Regions from separate parts of the Gossypium arboreum genome. Here region 2 is linked to region 1. The links are chromatin contacts, called in public Hi-C maps. All regions are on one chromosome and are shown on one strand. Each heading gives the region's core, a stretch centred on a gene start, on an enhancer-like site or on the middle of the called end of the contact. The rest is flanking DNA. Distances are from core to core; before and after follow the strand shown.

Region 1 (2,876 bases), core at 362-2,861:
CCCTTTCTACTAAACATAAATCTTTCCATTCTTTTTTCTTCTCTTTAACAGAAAGCAAAAACTTCAACTCAAACAAAAAACTTAAACAGAAACCCAAAACTTCTACCGAATTGGTTGGGGGGTTGGGTATAAATACTAGTTGGTAACATTTGATGGTATCGCGGAACTATTAGTGTCACCTAACATGTTAGCAGCACCACTAATAAATTATTTTTTTCGATTTTCCTTTTTTTTTCCCCTAATAGCCTTTTTTTTTTAAATGTACAAGCGTCATTTGACACACCGACGACACTCATATAAAATATATTTTTTAAAATTATCAATGGTGTCGCCAAACACACCAACGACACCTATTAAAAAATGTATATTTTTTAAAATTATTAGTGTTGCCTGATACATCAGTAGCACCCATTAAAAAATAATTTTTATTTTAAAATTATCAGTGGTGCCACCTGATACACCAACGACACAAATTAAAAAATATTTTTTTACTGTCTCAACTTTTTTTGGACACCGTTTTCTTTTTTAAATTCATTGGTGTTGCTTGACACACCGATGGCACCCATTAAAAAATATTTTTTTCTTGTCTCAACTTTTTGTGTAACACTGTTTTTTTTTTAAATTCATCATGCTTCCTGACAGATTGGTGACTCCATTAAAAAATTATTTTTTTTGTTTTATTTCACCATGTATACTCATATTTTCATGGATATTTTAGAAAAATATGTATCAATGTTACGTGACACAATGGATGTACCAATAAAAAATTATGTTTTTCTTTAAAACACATGATAACATAATGATTGGCTAAAAAGAGAGGGTGGTACCGCCAAAATGTATCAGGCTGCACCAACGGGTACTGTAACAACCAACATATTTTCATAAATAATTTGTCCTCCAATTTATTTTCATAATTAATTAATTTTTTATATTATTTATATAAAACCCTCCTATTTTAGTTACTCTTATTCGAAGTAATCATTGTCTTTACAAATTTTAATAATTCATTAATGAATTACTATGGTGAGACATTAACCCATTGAATAATAGAAAGGTGATATATATATATATATTTTGGGACTTCTCTCTCTTTTTTTTTTTTCCTACTGCTTAACAACAACCATCACCATATAGCATCTTCAAGCCTCCTATCACTTATCCTCACCTGAGGCAGAGTCAAAGCCACCCAAACTCCCCCACGTACCCATCTCCACTGCAGCTCTATTTAGGGAACTTAAGTATTACGTCCTGAAATCTGTATTAATCATCATTCTCATAACAATTACTTGACTTCATCCATGCTTTCATTAAGCAGATCAGGCAATGAGATATGCATGTGTGTGTGTGTGTGTGTGTGTGTGTGCAAATGTTGAAGAAGCTTCTTCACCTTGGATGGTTTTGAGCTGCGCAGGTGTACACTTCTTCAAGTCGAGCTTCCAGCTTTTAGACGCCTTAATTTTTGTCAGCAGCACTGGGAACCAAAATCTTCTTAATTTGATCAAAGTTTAATATATAGAGATCCTAAAATTCAATTACTCTCAATGAGTTAACCACGTGAGCCTATTTAATTAAAGTGGTTAAATTAAAATAATTAAAATAAAATAAATTCTATTTTAAAATGAGTATAGTGTAGTTTATCCTAGTTTAATCAATCAAAAGCCCAATTGGTTTTTATAAAGAAAATCCCAATTTTGTAAAAGATTTTGGCCGGAAATTCCAAAAATGGCAGTCACCTGTTGAATTTGATTTCCTCCATGTCCAGTGTTGACAACTATTTCCCAATCTTGAAAACCCCGAAACACAAAAAAGCAAAGCCCATTTTCAATCCGTTACAGACTAACGAACGCCGGCACGATGGCATAGCACCTCAAAAAATGGCAGCTAACTTCTTCAGACATTCCCTTTGTTTTGCGATGTCAATGCTATAACATCCAAATTCGTACGTTTTTTTTTTTTAATAACCAATCTTTCTTTTCTTCTTCTTCCATAAAAGACTTTTTTTTTTTTAACACTCGAGAATTTCCCTCCAATCCCACAATCTTCATGCTTTTCACTTTCACTGTGTTTTCTTCGTGAACTTCTCGGGGATTACAAAGGTGGGTCAAGCACTTTCAGATCTGATTTACACTTCTGTTTTATATAATTTCCTGTGTTTATTTAGCTGCTGGGGTCGATATCTTTTCTGGGTTTTGATTAACGAAAATGGAACCTGGTAGCGTACGAATGAGATCAGATCATTTAGAGAAAGAAGGATCTAAGGAAACCCATGAAGAAAGTTTTGAGCTAGAATCATCCTATGATGTTAGTGATGATAACTACCAATTCCATTCGATGAATGCATTAGAGATCTTAAGAGAAACTGTTAGGATTTTACGGTACAATTCGTCCAGTTTTTTTATCATTGCAGTTTTGTTAATTTGCCCTGTATCTGCGGTCTTTATGTCTAATTTGTTAGTTGATCATTCCATTGTGAAGAGATTAACTGTTAGGCTTTTGTTAGTTGCCAAAACCTGTGGACTCCCATTGAAGCCTTTCATCCAACAGTCGTCACAAAGGTTCGCCGAGTCGGCTGTTTCCTCCGCAATGTGCTTCCCTTTGTTCATCACATTGTCTTTGTTATCCAAGGCTGCGGTGGTTTATTGTGTAGATTGTACCTACTCAAGGAAACCGGCCGATGCTTCAAAGTTTTTCACGATAATCCTAAAGTTTTGGAGGCGGCTCATTTGCACATATATGTGGATGTGTATGGTTATTGTTGCTTGTGTGACCACTTTCTTTGTTTTCCTTGTTGTGGCATGTAGCTTACTTTCTGTTGTTGGCTTTACACCTGACTTGATTGTGTACGTGGTGATAATGATGGGGCTAGTGTTCTCGGT
Region 2 (3,189 bases), core at 157-2,656, 810 kb before region 1:
GTAACCTTCCAAAACCAACCATAACGTCTAGGTTAGGTTTGAGGTGTGACACTTTGCCTCAAACACTCTGCGAACCATTTGAGTCCTAAAGACCAAAAGGGGATGTGATTTTTTTTTTTAAAATCAGACACATGCCTGATATCTAACAATACGCCACCTTCAACCGAATTATATATAGAGAACAACGAATCATCACCATTGTGCTCAGCCACATTAGCTACTTCTGTAATTATTCGAAAGTGTTAGAAATAAAATTTGTGATCCCGTCGAACTTTTTCATATCGAAATTCATCATTGACTCTGATATCAATTTGTTGGGGACCGACCCGTATAAACAACGAGATAGTAAAGTGGAGAAGAACAAACACAAATATTTACATGGAAAACTCCTTCGAAGAAGATAAAACCATGAACGAAGGAGGCTTCGGCTTTTCAGTAAATGAGTAAACACACGAGAGTACAATATGGAGAAAATAAACCTAAATATATGAAATGTACAAAACCCAAACTTTGAAAACGAAACCCTAACTTGGGAACATAATTCACTCCATAGTTACCACAAAAAACTTTCTCAAATTCATATGCGACTACTTCTTGTCCCCTTAAAAGAAAAACCCTCTCTGATTGGCATGTCTAAATCAGGGTTACAAAGGCCACGACTTTCCTTATTGTGATGTCGCCGCTGCTCCTACATCAAGAGATCGTCGCCTCGTTTTTACGTCTTGACGACCTTCGTCGTGACGTCGTCCCTTGCCCGTCGCATTGTTGTAATGTCACATATCTCCTCGTCGTGACGTCGCACATGTATCTCCAATAAGTGCTTGCAAAACGTTCGATAAATGCGAGACATACGCCACAAATGTTGATAGTGAAGTGGTTTGATTTTATAAGAAAAATTAATAGGTTATATCATTAATTGATGTTAAAAATAAAAAAAATAGTTAAATAAGATACATGGTATTTTTAACATTGCTTGTAATAAAAACCTCAAACGAAATAATAATTTATAATACAAATTATCATAAAATATTTTAAACATGATTATAATGTGATGATATGCATTAAAATGATATGAAAACATGAAATGCACTAGGACAAAAATTATGGGAGGAATCTTATGCAAAAGTTTGAATTTTTTTTTTCACATCTAAAAGAAAGATAAAGGAAAATGAATATGATGATGGGTGAAAAAAAAAGAGAAAAGGGATAGGCTAAAGTCGAAAGAATGTAAGAAATGAAATACTTATGTCAAAATATTTTTTAAAATACTAAAATATATAATTATGCATACTTTTTTTTCTTGGCAAATTATGAATACTTCTAAGCTAAAATAATAATAATAATAATAATGTATAATTTAAGACTAAAAACGCTAACTGGGTCAAAATATTGATGGAAAATGCTGAAAAAGGAATTTTTAAGACAATTGTTGGTGAAGGCAATTACAAAAGATGAAACCGAACAACTGTCTATTTGCAGCGATGGGCCTGATGTTGTGACACTTTGAACATGATTAAATTAAACAAAGAAAATTAAACAAAAAATTAAAGTAAAAAAAAAAGTAAAAGTTGGGTTTTGAAGGTACATTATAGGCAATGGAAACGAAAGAATGAAAAAAAAAAAAAAAAAACCAGTTCTCTCGCATGTTGTTACTTAGAGACACAGTTTGAGAGTTTTGAGACAGATCTTATGGCCAAGCAAAATGCTTTATATAAGAAACAAATAAATACCCAAACCCCAGACTAGCCCTTCTTGTGTTTTTTTCTGTCTTTTCTCTTTCATTGCATGAGGCAGGGGCCATGATTGTGTGAACCAGACAAAGCTTTCCTTACTGTCCAAACCTATCTTCTTCAGCTACCTTGTTCTTTTTCTTTTACACTTTACATTTTTCTTGCCCTTTTTTTTATTAGACCCGTGAAGGTAAAAAAAAAAACAAAACAAAAAAAAAAAACAAAGGGTAATGCTTGGTTGGTGGTCTAGTGAAATGAGTGATCTTTATTTTCCCCGGAAAGTGAGGGAAAGTGTGAGAAACTAAGTATAGGAAAAATACCCAGCAGATTTTGACTTTCACTCTTTTCCATATTTTCCCCTTCTCTGTTCGTTTAACATTTTAAGAGGAAATGAGGAAGCATGGATGGCAGCTTCCTTATCATCCACTCCAGGTATTTTTTGTTTTTGGTTCTTTGTTACTATTTCCATTTTTATGTAAAATTGCTGAGCTTTTTTGTTGTTCCAATTCTGGGTAATTTAGCAAAGTTTTCGTTTTTTTTTTTTTACTTATTTTTGCAAAGGTGGTTGCTGTTGCTGTGTTCTTGGCACTTGGATTTGCATTCTATGTGTTCTTTGCTCCTTTTGTTGGGAAGAAGATGTTTCAATACATTGTGATTGGAATCTATACTCCTCTTGTAAGCCATTTCAACATTTTTCCTTTTATTTTATTTTTATTTTCTAGTAGGTGGAAGAATTGAGATCTATGTTTTCTTTGCCTGTTGGTCTCTCTGATTCATTTATTTTCCCTCTAATCTAAGGGTCCTTTCCTTTTTCTAAATCTGATTTTTTTTTCTTTTTTTTTTCTTTTGGTTGTTTTATCTTATGGAGTCTCTCAAGCATATCATCAACTTGTGACTTTAGCTGATAAGGGCAATTGTCTTTTAGCCATTGTTCCTTTTAGGAGGCATTGATTCTATACAAGAGTTTCAAATTTCATCCATTAAAGGATTATTAGTGGCTAAATTTCTTCTGGTTAACAGCTGGTCTTATTGCTCTTCCTTTTTGGAGCAAAAATTCTTTTATTGAAGTAGTTTATTGGCTCATAAATGTTTTGTATTACTTTTAGGAAATGTTAAATTATGAACTGCTGAACTGTTATCACAGCAAACACAGAGATCTGAAACTTTAAGACGGTTTGTTTGATAGTTCTCATAAGTTATAAAATACTCGAGAACATTTGGGCAAGTCCATGCTATCGGGGACTGGGGTACTTACTGACAATTCTAGATAATGCTAGGTTGATGAACTCTCTCTTAAAGAAATATTTCACACAAAGAAGTTAGGCTTCTATGATGTTATCTGCTGACTGGAATTTGTAAACTGAGAACTGTTCTCTCTTAAAGTCATATATAATAGTAGTAAAGACTGTGTTTATTTACTGTAATAGCATATGGCCTAATTGAGTCTAGCTCAGGAGAA

Evidence for each region. Hi-C and Micro-C count contacts between places; a contact is called where the count stands out from the background.
Region 2: a contact with region 1 is called in a Hi-C map of leaf, with 5 times the contacts expected there. The contact joins the promoter of LOC108463963 here to the promoter of LOC108461960 in region 1. A contact is called at or near these places in 2 of 5 Hi-C or Micro-C datasets (both in leaf).

Annotation. Positions count from the first base shown.
Region 1 is chr13:27,726,128-27,729,003 of ASM2569848v2, reverse strand. LOC108461960 reads left to right here and starts at 1,611. Exons shown (of 2, transcript XM_017761956.2): 1 at 1,611-1,939; 2 at 2,162-2,876. The coding sequence starts at 2,203.
Region 2 is chr13:28,540,062-28,543,250 of ASM2569848v2, reverse strand. LOC108463963 (probable protein S-acyltransferase 22) reads left to right here and starts at 1,406. Exons shown (of 9, transcript XM_017763995.2): 1 at 1,406-2,162; 2 at 2,292-2,405. The coding sequence starts at 2,121.